Regions from separate parts of the Oryctolagus cuniculus genome. Here region 2 is linked to region 1. The links are chromatin contacts, called in public Hi-C maps. All regions are on one chromosome and are shown on one strand. The core of a region is the stretch at or near the end of the contact, and the rest is flanking DNA. Distances in the headings are between cores, read along the strand shown.

What was found. A called contact is a pair of places that touch in the nucleus more often than the background predicts.
Region 2: a Hi-C map of an unstated tissue shows a contact between it and region 1, with 3 times the contacts expected there. The contact joins two enhancer-like sites. A contact is called at or near these places in 3 of 6 Hi-C or Micro-C datasets (embryonic fibroblasts, skin fibroblasts and an unstated tissue).

What each region holds. Positions count from the first base shown.
Region 1 is chr11:82,352,379-82,356,300 of mOryCun1.1, forward strand. No RefSeq gene overlaps it. Among named protein-coding and RNA genes, the nearest start is that of PAWR, 130 kb to the right of the region's middle. Within about 2 kb of position 2,428, at least 3 of the 8 cell types and tissues checked have an H3K27ac peak or open chromatin away from gene starts, as enhancers often do.
Region 2 is chr11:82,987,544-82,991,637 of mOryCun1.1, forward strand. No RefSeq gene overlaps it. Among named protein-coding and RNA genes, the nearest start is that of OTOGL, 23 kb to the right of the region's middle. Within about 2 kb of position 1,483, at least 1 of the 8 cell types and tissues checked has an H3K27ac peak or open chromatin away from gene starts, as enhancers often do.

The sequences.
Region 1 (3,922 bases), core at 1,178-3,677:
ATTTCCCAGAGGCCTCTGCTCCCAGGTTGGCCGGCTGGGAGCTCTCCAAGAGGAGACATGCAGGCTGCAGGCCAGTTCCACAGCCTTAGAAACTCTCATGACCTAAGCACCTCCCCACCCCCAACCTCTGGGCCACAACTCTCTCTCCAGTGGGCCTGCAAAGCGGTGCCTGAAATTCTCTGCATTCCTTTCGTTCCCAGAGGGCTGAGGCGGCTCTCTAACATTCCTGCCCACAGGCACCTGAGGAACCCGGCCCCAGGCTCCTCTGCCTGAAGCCAGCGGGAAGTGTAGTGCAAAGGGCAACAAACCAGAAAGGCCGAAAGGGAACACAAAGACAGGTGGAGGGCGGGAGACAGGAGCCTGGTCTCCATGGTTCTGCCACTCAAAACAGTGGTGATGACGGAGCACCTGAGGCCTGGGCAGAGTCAAGGAGGCTGGAAAGAAACCCAGGGTCCTAGTACACATCTGGAGTAAACACTTCGGGCTAGAATCTCTTGCTAGAAAGCCTAGGGGAAAAACAGGTTTTCACTGAAGCGTTCCCTGAATCTCACAAACCCAATGCAAAAACAGTAGCGTTAGAGTTCCTAAGACGAGCTACCCCAGCAGGAGTCCCCTTTCTCCCTCCTTCCTTCTCCCGTCCCTTCCCTCCTTCTCCCTTCGTCTTTCTTGTACACAATCTGGGAGTCTATTTGGGTAAAATGGAGAAGTGGGGCGCACCTCCAGTTTGTTCCTTTTTAGCCACAGCTACACCACTAGAGGGCAGTGTCTGCACTAATCACAAACTGCTCATTTCCTAGGGCCCATCACACATCCTGTGACAGGATGTTTCAGGATTTTCCTTCAATTCTACTTGTAAACAAATAGCCTTGGGGCGGAGACACGCAGCTGCACCGGGCAGCAGGGCGCAGCAGGGATTGTGCAGGCCAAGGTTTTGGTGTACCTTGAACAATCTTAATCTCCTGGCAGCCCCCTTCACAGCCCAGAGCCGAGGTTTGTGTCTCAGTCCTTGTAAATCTCAGTCCAAGTTTTGGAATTTCTCTGAATGCCATCCCTAAGAGCAAAAAGAACCTTCTATGGGAACGAAACGTTACATAATCCGGCACAGCCGACTGTGTACAAGATTCTGTTTGGTTTCCACGCACAATTTACAAGGATGTGGTTCGTTCAAAAGCAGGATTGTGCAACTGGGCAAAAGCTGTCAGTGGATTGATCAGGCAGGCAAACCTGGGCAGGAAGAGCCACATGCTTCTCTCTGCCCGAGACGCTGGGAATGTGAACCGGGTGGGTAAATGTGGTCCTGGTTGGAGGACCCAGTAAACAAAGTTGCTAGAAGCCCTGGGCTCCGTTGAGGCAGAGTTCCCTGCCTGTGAGCTCAACCAGTGCTCCAGGGCATACACTTGGCACTCCCTGCACGAGGGGGTGGGGGCGGGGCTTCGCTTCTGATCTCTCTTGAGATTAGTGTTTCAAGAAGCCACGCAGGCTGAGCAGTGGGAGGAAAGACCCAGGTGGAACTGTAAATCAAGAAATAGGAAAGAAATTAGGAAAAGGAGAAAACAGGCTCTTCACAGACAGGTGCATAGCTGCCTGCAGCCCTGATGCCTCCCATACTCCAAACAACAACGGCTATTTGCTGATGTCAAACGTATCAGCTTAGCAGGAAAGATAAATGAAGGGGAAAATCTTCAGGCAGAAAGATTTTTGAAATTTTTCTGCAGTGCCAAAACACAGTCCAGGGTTCAAACGGGCCATATTTGGACAATGATTGCTATGTTATTTCTTCTATCTTCTGTGTTTTCACTTCTATATAATAACATTAACACTCTTTACACAAGGTCAGTACTATTTACCTAGAACTTTCCCACAAGTCTCTTCTCTTTTGCCCTCCTCTCTCTTCCTCTCCCAGGGTCATGAGCACATACTATGTTTCTGAGAGAGAAAATGTAAGAGGGAAAGTTCGCTGGGATTAGTCAGGATTGTAATTAGGGGATTGTAACTCAGCAAATCTACACTGATTAGGGCAAGACAGAGCAGAAAACTTGTCCCTAGGTCTAAAGATTCAACAGAAGACTATCAGGGTTGACCTCACACTGCGTTTCAAAGCGGCAAGGAAAGAAAAATACAGAAAAACAAAGCCAGGATGGAAGTGTGCTGTGGGAGGGTGCACAGTGAATAGGAAAAAATGCTATGGAAGATTACTCCTGACCCAGCAAAACCTGACCAGAAGGAATGTTGACAAAGGGTGGAGATGCATTCAAGAGTTTTGCAGACGGCACCTCTGGCCCACACTTGCCAATCATAACCCCAGGAAAGTCACTGGGAAGGCACCATGGCCTCTTCTTTTACAGGCATTTTGTTTCTAGGACCATGCCCTGGGAAATCAGGGAATAAGCCCCTTGTCTTTACAAATCTGAGATTTGCTACAGTGGGACAGATAAAAACCAATGGCTAGGAAGGGGTAAACCGTCGATGAGATCCCGGTTGTAACTCGGTTGAACAGAGTTGTTTCAGTACATGACAACTTGGCTCCAAGCGGTATTATTCTGAATGCATAATTGATGGGGCCCGTCTGTTTTTGGTAAAGGGACTTTTGTTTTGCTTTTTTTTCTTCCCCACTCTCACTCCGAGTGAATGGCTTTCTCATTAGACAATGTTCACATGCCCTTGGAAAATGTATTTGGAATAGAAAGACTCCCCAGAATCACAGATTGGAATGCCAACAGAGCCAAGTATCTTCTTCCCCATCTTGAGATGGTTACATGGGAACTCACGCTGATCTCCACGCACGGGATGTCGCAGGTAAGACTACTGAAGCCATGGGACCATCTAATTAGCGTGGTTATTAAAGTCCTACGGCACTCTGGTGAGCAGAGCTGTGGACTAGCACTCAGAACATCTTTTCTCATTCCAGCCCTGGGTCCTGGATTTATAGAAGCAAAGCAGCTACGAACACTTTGGGTCCTCTCACCCATTCTGCAGATGCTTTAGTAAGCATCTACCTACTCAAGGCCTTAGGCACTGGGGCACGATAACGAACAAGATTTTGGCATAAGCCTATCTTCACATAATTTGGAATCATGGAAGATAGAGGCCAGCAAAAAAAAAAAAAAAAAAAAAAAAGCAATTAGAATGTTACACTCTCTAGGGTGGTTACCATAAAAACAAAAAACAAAGAGAAAGAGAAAGAGAGCTTGGTGAGGATGGTAAGCAATTAGAACCCCGAACACTATTGGTGGGAATCATGCAGCTGCTGTAGAAAACGTTCTGGCAATTTCTCAAAAGGGTAAACATAGTTACCATATGACCCAGCAATTCACCTGCTGGGTGCTTACCCAAGAGAACTGAAAACATAGGTCCATACAAAACATGCACACAAGTAGTCGTGGAAGCATTATTCATGAAAGCCAAAACCTGGAATCAGCCTGGTGTTCGTCAACAGATGAATGGACAAGCAAAATGCGATAAAAATATACAATGGAATATTACTCAACCATAAAAAGAATGAAGTCCTGACACATGCTACATACAACACGGATGAACTTTGCAAGCATTTCGTGTAGTGAAAGAAGCCCCACAGGAAGACCAGTATTATACTATTCCATCTATGCCAAGACTGGGTAGATCCCTGTGGAAACAGAAAGTAGATCATTGCTGAGAGGGGTGTGAGGGACAGGTGAGTGGGAGTAGCTAGCTGTCAGTGGATTCCTTTTGGAGTGAAGGAAATGTCATGAAATTACAGTGGTGACAGTTGTACAAGCTTGTGGACGTATTAAAAACCATTCAGTTGTCTAGTCTGAAAGGGTGCGTTATGGTAAACAAGTTCTATTTCAATAAACAAGGTGATTATAATGCATGTGATGAATGCTACATTAAACCGAATGCTATTCTACATGTTTAGGGTGGCACCAGAGAAGGGGTTCAGAAG
Region 2 (4,094 bases), core at 233-2,732, 630 kb after region 1:
TTTTGTTAATGCAAATGTAGATATCTCAGATGTATTAATAGAGTTTGGAAAGAAGGAAGTATATTATTCCATTTTTTTCTGATGGGAAAATAAGACACAGAGTTACAAGTTCAAGGTCCTATGTCCCACAACTATTAGCTGCTAAACATGATCCAGATTTTGTAAATCCCAGTTGAATAATTTTTTTACTCAACACTGTCTTTAACTTAATGTTTATTTTCTTTCAAGCATGGAAAACAAGCATGCCTCTGATTAAAACAAAGGGAATCCAGTCTTTGACCAGTTGACCACTCGAGACTTAGCAGCTGGGAAGTTGGTTAAGTCTTCTAAGAATGAAGTTATAGTTCTTTTTTTAACCTCTTCTGTCCCAGTTGGCAAAAATTGTTTAGTATTAATTCATCCCTTGGAAGAAGTGAATTTTTAGGAGGCTTCTGAAACTGGGATTTATTTGTATGCAAGACCAAGAGGGCTTGATTGCAAAGCTCAAATCAGACAGTGTTGACCAAAGAGTATCTTCAAATACAAAGCTACATTAGAATCACTTTGGGGGAGCTTAAAAAACAAAATACTGAGGTCTAGGTCCAGTACCCTAAAAGTACAAACTGATAATGGAGTTCTCCAAGATGATTCTTAATGGTCAGGCTAAATTTCAAAACCATTACTTGATGCCCTCGTAGCACATCATTCACAGGGATGGGACCTTTCTTCTGGAGTAGCTTGTTTGCTCAGGATTAATACGAAGTGACACGAAGGAATCAGACAGCAATGTGGGAGGAAGCACTGGACGGTAGAAAGCAGCTGGATGTAATGGAAAGAACAACATCTGATTGCCCCTTCTTCCTGAGGCTTGACTGGACCACCAGTGTAGCTCCAGTGATTTGTAAGTTGGTGACCTGGATTGACACAGTCTCCTGATTCTGGCTCCCATCAGAGCTGGCCATAGTATATCTCTGGCACCATTTTTTGCAACTGGCTGAAATATTATAAATTCTGCTTTTTTAACTTGGACATATAGCAACACTGTTCTTTTTATGATTTATTTTGACACATAATAGCATTTATAGTGATTATCTTCCCTGAAATTATATTTGATGTGACTTGTTAGGCTGCTATATGCATGCACTGACATTTGCTGAGTCATTTGTTTGGGAACAGGATGTGCCCTGCATCTTAGCTGACGTATAAGAAAGAGCCTTCCCAGGCCGGCAACATGCAGGTTTCAACTGGTATAGCCAGGCTTCAAAAAGTTAATGGAAAAAATTCACATTATCTCTTATAAAAAGTTTACTTTTATTTATTTGAAGGGCAAAGAGACAGAGGCAGAGAAAGATCTTTCATCTGCTGGTTCCTTCCCCCAGATGCCAGCATCAGCTAAGACTGGGCCAGGCTGAAACCCGGAGCCAGAAACTCAGTCCTGGTTTCCCACGTGGGTGGCAAAAACCCACACACTCAGGCCACCATCTACTGCCTCCCAGGCATGTTTGCAGGAAGTCGGATTGGAAGCAGAGGCAGCACTTGATCCCAGGCCCTGTCATAGGATGTGGGCATCCGAAGTGGCAGCTCAGGCTGCTGTGCCATGATGCCTGACTCTCACTTTGTCTTTTAACTCCATTTTTCCCACCAACATTTGAGACCCTCTTAGACAATTTTTAACGCTTACAGGTGAGAAGAAATTCACATAAGTACGCAAAAGTTTGAAGCTGATGTGGACATTTTCTTCTGGACATAAAGGTATCACTAGTGTCAATTAACATTTGCAGTTTGGGAAGAATGAATTCATGACTTGATCTTTCGCCAAAACCGCAGGCAAAGCAAACCCTCCCATCTGTTTGAGAGTGAATCCAAGTTTTGTTTAGTGTTAGTAGTATTCTTAGTGTTTCCTTTTTAAAAATAGTTCTTCCTTTACTTTGTAGTTCATGCTTTTCCCAGGCTGGTGCATAAGAGCCTTGGTAAGGTTCTTGCTAGCAGGGGCCGCCAGCTTCTTTCTGGGCAGGCTTTCTGTTATTGTAGGGGAATGGGCTGGGAAGAGACAAAGGAGTGTATTTCATAGAACTTGGACCACTATGTTTTACCTTCTAGGATAGATCAAACCTGGTCATAATACATCCTCAAGTTTGTTTTTGTATTGTGACTTTAAAATTGTTGGATACTGTCCAGATACTATTTTGGAACAAGAGCTAAGTGAGTTCTAAAAAACCACTTAATATGTTTCTTAATATATTCCCATTTACTCAAAAGAACCAAATATGGTGACATTTTATAAAGCTTTGTTCTGTTTGTTATTTGTCCTTCAAAATGAGAATTTAAATTCCAAGCACTTACTGAGACAGGATATTGAGATTTTATGAATAAAGAATTCTGTAAAATCTTTGATGCTAAACTAGCTGTGTAATGATTATGTCATAGTAGAAAGAGTGACAGCACGGGATCTGAAAATGGGAGTTCCAAAAGCAGCTTTGCTACTCCCTGGCTCTGTGACTTTGGACAACTTATCTTGATCTTTGTGCACATGTCAAGGAATGGGGTAGGAACTGCTGTACCAGTGTTAACTACAGGAGTACAATCAAGAAAATTTTCAACTGATTAATCAATTCTAAGTGAAATTCCATTTAGATCTGCTTACTTTAAGAACGAATTATATAGAGTTTATTTGAACAAAGTAAACTGTGAGCCATTTGGGTAACACCCTAATTGGAGCACTGTCAGTAATGTTTTCCCTAGAAACAAAAAGTGAGGCACAGAAAGCAACTTAACAGTAACCTCTCTTTACCACGAAATAGAAATGAGACACAAAAAGCAACTTAATTGGGTAAAACCTGGCCCACCAACAAATCAGTAACAGCTTAACTAGTTAATTGGTTATAGCCTAACCAGTATACTGCAACCAGAGCCTTCTGCATCCAACCACTGCTCCGGTTCTGTGACTAAACTATATTGGCTTTACTTGAGCCCAATGAGTGTACCCTGTTCAAATCCATGGCCTACAAAATATTACTTAGCAATCTGAAGGCTCACTTTCTTATTAGATTTGCTTTGAGGAAATCCACACACAAGGTACTGCATCAGCCATCCCTTGAAAGAAGCACACTTTCTTCTCAAGATTGTGGTATGTAGCAAAGTGTTTGTGAAGGAGGTGTGCAGACTGATCCTGACCACCTTTCCCCCCCTCCCACCTCCCCCTTGCTCTTTCCTTCTGTGGGAATATCCATTTCCCTGGCTCATGTATCTTGGAAGTTTGGATACAGGATGCTGTTGGTGTTGGATCCGCAAAGGTCCCAGCATAAACTTCTTGATGAGACTTAGTCAAAAGGCAGACACCAGAGCTCCACTCTGTGCTCAGCAATTGTTTTCATGCTCACAACCTTTGCTCGGTGTGCTGTTGGTTTTCTACCTGTGACAAAACCGAAGCAGTAGGGGCAGGCCCCCACCCGCTGTTCAGTCCCTGCCTTGGCTGACAGGGCTGCCGGCCAAGATCAGCCAGAGAGACCCACTCTCTCCTCACGAAATTCTCTCCCAGTTCTTTCTTTGCTTTCACAATACAACTTACTTTCTTACAGAACTTTGTGGGGAAATAGAGGCTGTGTGTGTGTGTGTGTGTGTGTGTGTGTTCCACTTGATTAAATGAGGTTTTCCATGATAGAAATGTTGCTTTCACTAAAATAAGGTCCTAGACCTGGATCTTACATAAAAAAGAAGTTTCTACAAGATACTGTGAAGCCTAACTAAGCTGCAACTTTGATTCCTAAAAATAAATACAGTACCCTATCTTAACAGGCAGGTCATTTGGAAGGAAAATCCTGGGTACTTCTATGTGAAAAAGAACATGCATATTTTTGTTTGATATCAAATATTCTGTCAAATTAAAAGGAAAAACTTTTGATCATTGATAAAATGGTAAAAACTCGTAAGCGGTTGTTAAAAATAATATTTGATTTTTTAATAATAAAACTCCAAGAAGTAATTACAGTAAGCATTAAAGTTTGTACCCAAATATTTCACAAATAGTTATTATATAGACAATAGTTGAGGGTGGGAGATAAGAGGAATACAGTCTTCCTTCTTACACAGTGTGGGCTTATTCAAAATATTTTTGG